Regions from separate parts of the Sus scrofa genome. Here all the other regions are linked to region 4. Evidence: chromatin contacts called from public Hi-C and HiChIP or PLAC-seq data. All regions are on one chromosome and are shown on one strand. Each heading gives the region's core, a stretch centred on a gene start, on an enhancer-like site or on the middle of the called end of the contact. The rest is flanking DNA. Distances are from core to core; before and after follow the strand shown.

Evidence for each region. A called contact is a pair of places that touch in the nucleus more often than the background predicts. HiChIP or PLAC-seq counts read pairs in DNA pulled down with a chosen protein or histone mark.
Region 1: a contact with region 4 is called in a Hi-C map of embryonic fibroblasts, with 4 times the contacts expected there. The contact joins two enhancer-like sites. A contact is called at or near these places in 3 of 47 Hi-C or Micro-C datasets (adipocytes, embryonic fibroblasts and fibroblasts).
Region 2: an H3K27ac HiChIP or PLAC-seq map of skeletal muscle shows a contact between it and region 4, with 3 times the contacts expected there. The contact joins two enhancer-like sites. A contact is called at or near these places in 1 of 5 promoter capture datasets (liver), 3 of 47 Hi-C or Micro-C datasets (embryonic fibroblasts, liver and undifferentiated spermatogonia) and 1 of 2 datasets of contacts at active chromatin or transcription factors (skeletal muscle).
Region 3: a Hi-C map of retroperitoneal adipose tissue shows a contact between it and region 4, with 2.2 times the contacts expected there. The contact joins two enhancer-like sites. A contact is called at or near these places in 3 of 47 Hi-C or Micro-C datasets (mesenteric adipose tissue, retroperitoneal adipose tissue and subcutaneous adipose tissue).

The regions. Positions count from the first base shown.
Region 1 is chr4:13,053,269-13,055,968 of Sscrofa11.1, forward strand. No RefSeq gene overlaps it. Among named protein-coding and RNA genes, the nearest start is that of FAM84B, 390 kb to the right of the region's middle. Within about 2 kb of position 1,258, at least 15 of the 83 cell types and tissues checked have an H3K27ac peak or open chromatin away from gene starts, as enhancers often do.
Region 2 is chr4:12,945,464-12,948,163 of Sscrofa11.1, forward strand. No RefSeq gene overlaps it. Among named protein-coding and RNA genes, the nearest start is that of MYC, 490 kb to the left of the region's middle. Within about 2 kb of position 1,323, at least 14 of the 83 cell types and tissues checked have an H3K27ac peak or open chromatin away from gene starts, as enhancers often do. A contact at or near this core is called in skeletal muscle, where this site is marked.
Region 3 is chr4:12,985,862-12,988,561 of Sscrofa11.1, forward strand. No RefSeq gene overlaps it. Among named protein-coding and RNA genes, the nearest start is that of FAM84B, 460 kb to the right of the region's middle. Within about 2 kb of position 1,285, at least 3 of the 83 cell types and tissues checked have an H3K27ac peak or open chromatin away from gene starts, as enhancers often do. A contact at or near this core is called in retroperitoneal adipose tissue, where this site is marked.
Region 4 is chr4:13,182,200-13,184,899 of Sscrofa11.1, forward strand. No RefSeq gene overlaps it. Among named protein-coding and RNA genes, the nearest start is that of FAM84B, 260 kb to the right of the region's middle. Within about 2 kb of position 1,267, at least 22 of the 83 cell types and tissues checked have an H3K27ac peak or open chromatin away from gene starts, as enhancers often do. A contact at or near this core is called in retroperitoneal adipose tissue and skeletal muscle, where this site is marked.

The sequences.
Region 1 (2,700 bases), core at 8-2,507, 130 kb before region 4:
GATTCCACCCCTGGAGGAGCCTGCCCTCTGGCTTCTCCCAATGTCCTGCATGTATCTGTATCATGTCCAAGTCAAGTTGTTTTCACTACTAGACTAAAAATCTCTTAAGGACACGTTTATGCCTTAGTGATCTCTGCCATTTCCGACAAGACCATAAGGGCTGACATATAACAATCAGGAAATATTTATTGTGTTTGAATAAGCAAATAAATGCATACAGGCAGGAAAAAATATCTTAAAATGTGGACCACCCATTCTTTGGTTTGATTGGACAGTACACAATGGCTAAATTATCCTTTCATGATCATCACATTGTCAAGATTGAAAAATAAATATTAAGAAAAGAACTTATTGTACCTGGATAATACTGCAAAGACCTTAAGCTTTTGAGTCTACTGTCTTCTTTCTCATTGAGAATTCTGTGCAAAGATGAAGGTAAGCTTAGGAACCTCCAATGTTTACTCTTTGTAACAAATGCATAAGCCCCTTCTCCTTTTTGGACACTAGGGGTGGTACACACTTTTTTTTTTTTTTTTCCTCCAAAAAAATATACAGCTGAAAGCAAATCCATTCCTGGTGGGCTGTGGATGCCCATAACGCGAAGGTCAATGGCAATTTCTCATCTCACTGTCCCTTGCTGGGACAGAGCCAAACAGAACTAGAGCCTGGCCGTGTTCCTTTCCCACTCCAGCAAGAGGACAGCTAAATCGTGGATCTATGTTCACATAGAGATCACTTGTGAGCTCATCCCCGCCATTCACCAGGAATTTGATTTCACTTTTCTGAGCTTCAGTTTCTCACCATGACCTGAGGATTGTGACCTCATAATGCTCAGCTTAAAAAACAGGAACTGTTGTGAAACCTGAGGTACACTAGCAAAATCATCAAGCCTGTTTTCTAACATATAGTCGATGCTCCCAGATGTCAACCTCTTCCCTTCTCTCACTGGGCCCTCCTCAGAAGAGAACATTCTGGCCAGTTGCGATAAAGAAGCCATTTCTAGCTTTCTTTTTCTGCTTAGTCAGGCTAGGGTAGGGCTCTGGTATCTTGTGCGTATCTCTCTGGCTTGCATACCCAGGCACACCCTCCACGGGGCTTTGCTTCCTTAACCTCAAGTTATGTAATGAGTAGGTGTACAGCCCTGGATTCATTTCCACAGGGACCTGTTTCAAAATCCCTGCTGATTGTTCTAGGCTCTGCGTGGGAAAGAGAGAGGCCCACACATGTTTCCCACTTGAGGCATTACGCCTGAATTAGGTCATGCGATCATTGCATTTTTCACCATTTCACAAGCTGCTACTATGGCAGCAGGTTAGGGCCACAGCAGAATAAGGCAAGAGTAGAGAGTTGCTTAACTTTTCCCTGTATTTACACATACATGTTTGCAGGGAAGAGGTGACTCATCCTTCTTGCTGGAATACAACCAGTAGGCCAGCTCCTAATGACTTTTCTTTTAAAGGCTACTTTCCCTTGCCTTCTGATAAATCCTCTATTTAATCTCTGGAAGGACAGGACATGTTAGGAAGAGTATTAACCTGTTTTGACCCCTAGGGTACCATTGGGTAACACTTAGGGAGTACACAGGTGGTATCCAAGGAACCCTCCCCAAAAGTGTGGGAAGTGAAATAAACAATAGTTGATGACTCAAAGATTGGTGTAACCCATGGAAGTTACTACCTACCATGTACCAGGTGCTTTGTCTACATTTTCTCTAATCCTCGTGTCAACCGAGCTCATCTTGTAACTGATGCTGAGGCATGTTCAGTAACTTCTCCAAAGTACCAGTGTTAATAAGCAGCAGAGCTGGGACTCAGATCCGGACATGTCCACTGTCAAAGCCCATGCACCTTACATTGTGTCACAGCACCTCCCTGAAGTTGAAATTGGAGGCTTTACTTCTTTACCACCCAAGTTTCTAGAGCTGCCACTAGATAAAAACATACCCCTCCTCTCTCTGTCACCCTAATATTCTGGTGTTTAGTGAAGTCACATTTGTACAAAAGGCAGCCGAAAGAATATCAACTTTAAAACATTCCTTGGTGAGATTCTATTTCCTTGGTTACTATTCCTGAGGTTTGGCTGTTTCTCCCTTTTGTTGATTCTGGAGACTACCCATAGATGAAATTCCAGTAGAATATTTTACTTTCATATTTATTTGATTCACTAGATACAGATTTTTGTGTTGACAGGTTTTTTTCTTTTTTATCAGCATTTTAAAGATCATGTTTTTGTCTTTTGACCTCCATAGTGTCTGATGAGAAGTCAGCTGTCACTTAAATGCTGTCTTAAAAGCAATGCATTCTTTTTCTCTGGCTGATCTATAGATTTATCTTTATCTTTGGTTTTCAGTTGTTTATTTATAATGTGCCTATGTGTTTTCTTTGTATTTGTCCTGTTTTGAGATTTACTGTGCTTCATAAATCAATAAATTTAAGTGTTTTATGAAATTGAGGAATTTTTAGCAGTTTTTTAAAAATAAAATTTCTATGCTATTCTTGATTATACCCTTTGGTCTGACTCCAATTCAATATATGTTAGATCTTTTGATATAGACCCAGAGGTTTACTTCAGACTTGATTCTTTCTTTCTTTCTTTCTTCTTTTTTTTTTGTCTTTTCTCTTTTTAGGGCCACACTTGTGGCATGTGCAGGTTCTCAGGCTAGGGGTCTATTTGGGCCTACAGCTGCTGGCCTATGCCACA
Region 2 (2,700 bases), core at 73-2,572, 240 kb before region 4:
ATTGTCTGAGTCCTTGCCAGGAAAGAAGAGGAGTCTTTCTTCTTCCCCTGGGGCTCTATGGTCATGGGGTGTGAGAGCTCCCCCTTTGGTCTCTACTCTCTATTTAATTGAGGCTTCTGTTTATTCTTTTTTTTTTTCTGCCTTTTTTTTTTTTTTTTTTTTTTTTTTTTTTTTTTTTTTAGGGCTGCACCTGAGGCATATGGAAGTTCCCAGGCTTGGAGCCAAATCAGAGCCATAGCCACCATGCCATAGCCCAGCAACGCCAGATCTGAGCCACATCTGTGACCCAAAGCCACAGCTGTGGCAATGCCAGATCCTTAACCCACTGAGCGAGGTCAGGGATTGAACCTACATTCTCATGGATGCCAGTCAGGTTCTTAACTTGCTGAGCCACAACAAGAACTCTTGTTTATTATGAATTTTTTTACAGAGTTTACAGCACAAATCTTCTTCTTCTTCTTCTTCCGTTTTTTTTTTTTTTTTTTTTTTCTGGTAAATGGGGCAATGAAAAAAGCATAGGTTTTTCAAGAAGCGCCACTCAGTAGCTATGTAGCTGTGTGAAATTAGTAGACGTATCTGCATCTATAGTGTGGAATTCATAACAATCCTTCAGAGGACCGGCTTGAGGGTAGATACGTAACAAATTAAATGGATTTATACTACCCCTGGCACATAGAAAGTACTAGAGAAATGCTATGGGCTCCCAACTCTATGGATCTGGGTCCTTGCTTGATGTCATGTTATAAGCTTCCAGGAGATAACGGTATATATTTAATAGCCTTCCTCGGGTTGTGTAATTTCATATGGGTATCATACCACACAAACACAACACACACACACACACACACACACACGCACACACACGAGTGGTCTGAAAACAGGAAGGAATATCACAGAGGCAAATAGGTCTACAAACAAGAGACCCTTTCAGGAAAAACTCCAGATGCGCCACTCGATACCTTCTGAAACACTGAGGATCAGACCAACATCCCCCATCACGCTCTTGGGCTCCAGCTTCCAATCAGGGAAGCAGACATTTTGCCGCCTCCATTTTAAATTTAGATTTTTGATGTCATCTCCTGGCTTAAACGTGAGTCATAGTGGACGGCCAAGTTCACATGGCTGTTTTCTCCAACTTCAGCTTTCTTCTAATCTGTGCTCTCCTGCCAGTTTTCACTCATTCCTTCACAGAGAGCCTGCCACCCCCTCCACTTTTTTTTTTTCCTTCAATTCATGGAAATGAATCAGGTCTGCGATGGCGTCATTCAAAAGAGAAAGCTAATTAACAAGGCCCCTTTTCCTTCCTCTTAGAGACCTTGCAATAGCGTCCCCCTTTTGGAGACACAAGCCAGGAAGGAAGCTTTTCAGTGCAGCTGTGAATAGAGACGCCTGGCTTAGGTTCTGGGGAAACTGGGTGATCCTTCCCAGTTAAATTGTGAGCTCCCTGAGGACTGGATTTAAGCTGCTTTGTTTTCACCAGGGTCAGGATAAACAGAAGAACCTCAGGCTAACTAAACAGACGGAGTGTATGATAAGATGACACAAACACTGACTCCAGAGCGACTATAAACGAGGCTAAGTTGCTATATGGGGAAAGATATTTTTCGAGGAGACATTCATAGTGAGATGAGAGTTCTAATAAACACTGGAGCTTACATAGCTCTTATTATGTGTCAGGAATTGTTTTAAATGTTTTACTTATGTCAAGTCACTTAATACTGAAAGCTATCCACAGGCGTAAGTACTGTTATAACTCCATTTTACAGGTGAGAAAACACAAGTATAAGGAAGGTAAAGTGATTTGTCCAAGGTCATTCACACAGTTAATGTCAGAGCTAGGACTTGAACTCAGATCATTTAGTTCAGGAGTACATGCTTATAATCACGGCACCTCAATGTTTATTCAAAGTATACATAAGTGGCTTTAATTTGGTTTGAAACAGTGTATGAGAGCAGGATGCATCCTGTCTCTAGTGCATGCGGATCAGAGGTGTATTTATTTGGACTGTATGGTGCTGAGTCAAAAATATTTTACATTCAAGTTAGTTGCTTATATTTTCAAATCGAGATGGTTCTGTATAAAATATAGATCTATGTAGATCTATAGCTTCTATTGAAGAAATTGGACTTGATGAAAACTCTGAGCCTAATATTGCATGGCAACAGTTGGCTGGAGCTGAGGGGCTGGTACTCTCTTTTAACTAAGCCATACTTTGGTCCAGCTTTCTGCAGGCTGCACCCACTCCCTACTGCCTTCCCAACACGAGGCCATTTGGTATCTTATTTCAGCCTGCTTCATTTCTGTTCCCACTTGGTAACATAAGCCCGAAGGGTATTAAGGTTTGTGGTTCCACTCTAGAGAAAGAAAGAAGATTTTTCTCTACCAGGTGAATCTATATCATACTGACTTTGGGTGAAATCACTTAACATACCCACGCTCAATTTTTATCTTTACTTTAGGAAATGAGGAGGGAAAAAAAGAATATTATAATACCTCCCACCCTAGAAACACAAAGGATAAAAAAAAAAAAAAAAAAAAAAAAACCACTTCAGAGTAGCCTCATTTATGGATTGGCAGGAAGGAATTCCTGTCCTGTCTAGGTTTGTTGAGGGGTCAATCGGGATAAATGCCTGTGGACGCTCTCAATAAGCCACTAAGTACACTCAATCTTTAAGATAACGCTGGAGTTCATATTTTAA
Region 3 (2,700 bases), core at 35-2,534, 200 kb before region 4:
CATGCCATAAACTGTGAAAAAAATTTCAAGGTGTCAAGAGTATGTCAATGGTTAATGGCAAGACATGGTTTTATCTGAAATGAATGAGTAGACGTCAACCTGGTGAATGGAGGTTAGAAGGCAGAGAGGCAAAGGGAAGCTCAGGCAAAGGCTAGGAATCCAGAAGGACTAAGTAACATTTGGAGGCCTGGAGGCAGGCCTGGGCAGCTGGAACACAGAGCGAGGGAGCTGGACAGGTGGGTAGGGATAGGACCAATGAGAGACTTTGAGACCATATTAGTTTTGGTTTTTGTTCTCATGAGTAAAGGGAAGCCTTCCAACAGATTTCATCAAGTAGTTATTTAGTTCAAGCTCTTATCACTTCCTTCCTAGCCATGTCAAGACATCTTACTTCACCTTGGCTACTACCATTGTTATTACTAATACTTCCGACTTTCTAGAATCTTTCATAGTCTTCTCTTTAGTTGTCTTTTCTCTGGACTAAAGTTCATGTCGCCATCAGGAATCCCAGGATCCTATATGGACACTCGTGTTCCACAATTTTGCTTCATTCATTACAGAAGCACTTTATTCTATCAGCAATCACTCTGACATGGGATGGTGAAAGACAAATATTCTTACCACACTTTTTTCCACGATGTTCAGAGAGGCTGAGTGACTTCTACAAATTTACCGAAAGGGTAAGGGGCAGATTTTCAAATATCCAAGTCCAGTTCACTCCCAATCACATCACACAATTTTAAAAATATTGGTTACAAGATACAGCAAACACTAAATCAAGAACACCGCCCCCATAGCAATGACCACAGGCTATCTAGAGCTTGCAAATGGCTTCAGATGCATTCATTAAAACTGAACGTTACATCATTTAAATTTTTTATGTTATTTGTATTTTTTAATTTTATGCTGCACCCATGGCACATGGAAATTCCCAGGCCAGGGATTGAATCTGCACCTCTGTAGCGACCCAAGCCACTGCAGTGAGATTTTTAACGCACTGCACCATTGCAGGAACTCCTGAAATTTTATTTTTATTTTCGGCAGTAGAAACAGCTGGCTTCATGAAATGTTTGGGCTCTTTCACTTTCCTATGACTGTCTCCACCACATCCAGCCGTTCTTTCTTGAATAAGTGTTGCCAGGTTGGATCGTGTGCCTCTTACTGATGTCATCCAAGCAGGAGAATCTGCTTGTTTTCTTGCCAGACAACTGCATGAAGTTGCTGCCTCCAATGCAGTCCTGTCTCCGCAGTCCCTGCAGGGGGTGCTGGTTGGATGCAGGGCCTCTGACTGGGCAGCTTTAATCTCTGGGTGGGGAGTGGTGTCCCTCGCGACTGGGCGGGATGTTGCCACACTGCCTGGTACATTCTGTTTCGGATCCTCTCACCCACAATAGTTCAGGATGTGTCCTCCCGTCAGGGGCCGTGTGTGGTTTCCTCAAGAGCTACATGGATGCACAACGTGCTCCTGAATTCGGCACAGCTGGAGACCCTGAGAAATGGCAACTTTATTCTGAGGCTTCTGTCCTGTCCTTTGCTCTTTTGGCAAATGCCAGTTTGCCCCTTCATCTGCCAAATATCTCCTCTCAATAGGTTTCTGAGCATTTGATCTTGCCAAAGCCTGTGTAATGGTGGGTCTTGTTTCAAGTGGAGCTCCCATCTCTGTCGCAAGGGTTACATGGCTCACCTGCCATGTAGAATAGAATTTATGGGGAAAAATCACATGGGACAGATACAGCTATTTTCAACCGCATTGTCATTTCTTATTTTTATATAGAAGTACTCTTTTTTCCATTTATTTGACAAGTCAATGAAGATGTTTGAGTGCCCCCTGCACGTCCACATGTCAGGTAATTTCCATATCGCTCTCACTCCATTGATTTCTATATTGGTCAGTAATCTCTTTACAACAAATGCTAAAAACCTACTTCAACTAACTTAGTCAAAAAAGGGGCATTTATGGGGGAGAATCCTGGGGAGATCTTGTATAACCACAGGCTGGACAAGATGACCTGGCCTTGGGGTCCAGTAGACTTGTGATTTGAGCTGCTCACTCTTGCCTCTGTTTCTTGTTTCTCTCCAAGAGCCAGCTTCTTTCCCTGCTACACTAGGTTGGCTTCTAACAGGGTAGGGAATGGGGTACCAATATTCTGAGCTTCGTAGGCCTTATCTTCTGTCATCATTGAAAATCAACATCTCTTCTCTGCATTTCAGTTTCAACAGTTCCTGGGAAGTTCTCTAATTGGCTAACCTGTGTCAGCAACTCAATCATAGCCCAATGGACTGTGACCACAGATGGAGACAGTGTTCCAGTGGGTTGTGAGAGATGTACATTTCACCATGATGCTTTCTTGAGTAGGAGAAAAGGGCTAAAGTTACTTAGATCAAGCACACTAGGAATACAACATTTTAGATACAACTAGCGAGTGAATTATCTAACTAAACATTATTTGTATGATGGCCAGGGTCACTATTTTGTTGACAATAATTCAGGGGCTTTATTTGAGCCAGCACTGCTCTAAGCACTGAAGCAGTAACTAAGACAAAGTCCTGGAGCTTACACTAAGTAGAGAAGATAAAAATATTTAAACAAAGAAAGAAGAAAACCATAGACAGTGATACACATTAGCTGAAGTAATAAGTAGCAGAGAAAGGGTGAGTGTGTGCTTTAGCTAGAGTGGGAGGGAAAACCTCCACAAAGAG
Region 4 (2,700 bases), core at 17-2,516:
CACAGGAACTCAGGTCCTTTAGGGACCCAGCAAGCATACTCCTGCCCTGTGGGGACCACCAACTTATGAGATGCTCCGGAAATCCTTTAGAGCTCATCAAATTTACCCCTTGTTCCATCTGTTCGCTCTAGATATGGAGCAGGGTGTGTGTGTGTGTGTGTGTGTGTGTGTGTGTGTGTGTGCGCGCCTAGGTAAATGGACTCCTGACCCCAGTGTCAGGGACCTGGCTTCTCTCCCACTTTGTGCCAGCCTTAGTTCCCAAATGAAGAGCCTGAGGTAGAGCCTGTACCAAGGTAGTTTATTTTGGAAGCAATCCCAAGACCATGAGTGAAGCACCAGTGAGTAAAATAGGAAGGAAGAAACGTGAGCATCAGTTCGGGCATGACTGGGAGTGACTGACTGGGAGTGAAATATGTCTCAGAACCATTCACCTGGGAGAATGAGAAGGGGAAACGTTTATCCAACAGTGCCAGCTCCCTTTGGGTCAGGAGTGGCCCCTCCAACCTTAACCTCTCGAACAGTTCATCCTTAGAAGCCAAGCAAAGTTGTACAGTGAGCCAGAGAAGCCTGGGGAAGGAGGATTAGCTGCTCCACCTCCCCTGGCACACAGGCTGTTGGAACTGCATGGAACAGTGCACAGAATACGGGGCCGGGAGGGTGGGAAAGAGTGTAAAAAGGTGCCTCACACTCAGCCTTCCACTCACCCCCCCCAACACCACCACAGCAGGTGTTCGGGGCACCATCTCATCTGGTCCTCCCCCATTCCCAAGCAGCTGGCATCTTTTTCTTCCTTTCACAGACTAGGACCTTGAACCTCAGAGATGTCAGGTAACTTAGAGTGGCTGAAGGGGACTCAAACCCAGGCTACACACCTTGGACTCCTCCTTTCTTCACCCCTGAGCTGGGGAATGGAGATTCCAGACACATCACTGCATCTTTCTGATTCTTGGTGTCCTTGTCTGCAAGATCACGCTGATAACCTCTGCCTCCTTCCTGGGTTGTGATGAAGAACGAGAAATGTGTGTAAACTATAAAAGGAAGTACATATGCAAGGACTTTTTTTTTTCTTCAAAAGGCAAAAAAGGAAGGAAAGGAAAGGAAAGGAAAGGAAAGGAAAGGAAAGGAGGAAGGAAGGAAGGAAGAAAGAAAAAGAAAGAAAGAAAGAGAAAGAAAGGAAGAAAGAAAGGAACAGTACAACAGCATGTGCTGGTAGCAGAGGAAGGGATGGACATGTTTGAAAGCCACATCCATGACTTGGGTGGTTCTGCTTGAATAGACAGCTGCCACAAAGAGCCTGGAGCTGAGGCAGATTCCTTCTGTTTAGGGGACAGCCTTTCACTGGGGTTCAAATAAACATCTAAGTAACCGGGGGCAGAAGAACGGTTGCTGGGTGTGCCTCTGGTTATCCTAGAGAAACAAAAGCTAAGAACTACAGTTTCTCTCATATGAAGTGGAGCAGCTTTGCAATTGAAAGACAGAGCAATCCGCCTGGAGCAATTATGTTTTCATTATTATTCCCAAGCTGCTGTGTCACAAATCACATTTTCCATCCCCGGGCGTGTTGGTGCAGAGCTGCTGACTGCAGTTCCCATCATTCTACCAGCTGACTGCTCCAGCCGGGCCCTGGGAGCAGCGAGCCGGTGTCTCATTAACTGCAGTACCTGCACACAGATTGCAAACCCAGCGGAGCAGATGCTGTGTATTGAGGAAAACCTCCTCGTTTTAAAACGACCACAAGGTCCTTTTTACTATCAAATTCCTATTGGGATTTTTCTAGAAAGAAAGACCGTGAACCCCTTGAAGATGTTTGTGTCGACCTGCATTACAGCTCAGCTGAGACTGCTGAGGCTGGGCGTAACTTTGACTCGCAGGCACAAACACAAACACGCCCAGGCTCCATTGAAAAGTGGCAGACTTGAGAGCGCAGGGGCGCTGCCAGGCTCATGCCGCCATCATGTGGCCATAGGAGGAACTGCACCGAGGACAGGGGACCGCCAAATTTGCTATGGACTGTTGTGTCTTCCTTCCTCCAGCCCTTCCTCCCTCTCTCTCTCCCTTTTTCCTCTCCTCCTTCCTTCCTCTTCTCACTTCCCTCTTCCCTTCTTCCCTCCTACTTTCTTACACTGTGACAAACACTGGGATACAAAAATGCATCTGAGACGCCTTGTGCTTTTAAGTAGCCTGGTAGAAGGAGAGGAAAAGGGGAAGGGAAATAATTAAGTTCCACGGTTTCCAGCCCCTTCTCCTGGGTTCCTAAGAATGATCACAGTTAATTCTCACAAAAGCCCTGTGTGGGAGGGGGCATTACTGACACCAGTTGTCAAATTAATTTGAAGGGTCAGCCAACAAATCCTTGATTACTTGGTCATTAAAATAGATCAGGCAAATTCAAAGTCAAAATCGTGCAGTTTATATTTTAAAAAAGCTGATTCTTGCAAAACTTCACAAGCGTTACATCTAGGGGCGCAAATTATGCTTTTGCTTACTTATAGCTCTGAATAAAAATCAGTACTTTACCTCCAAACAGGCCTTAAGACCACGTCCTTATCCATTTTGCTATTAGATTATTTGTCAGTTCTAATTCTTAACTTGTCGACGCTCTTTGCATACTGGAGATATTTTCCTTTTCTGTGTTATATGAGTTGTAAAACTTTCTCATAATCAGTTATGTTCTTTACTTCTTCATGGAGTTTCTTAAGA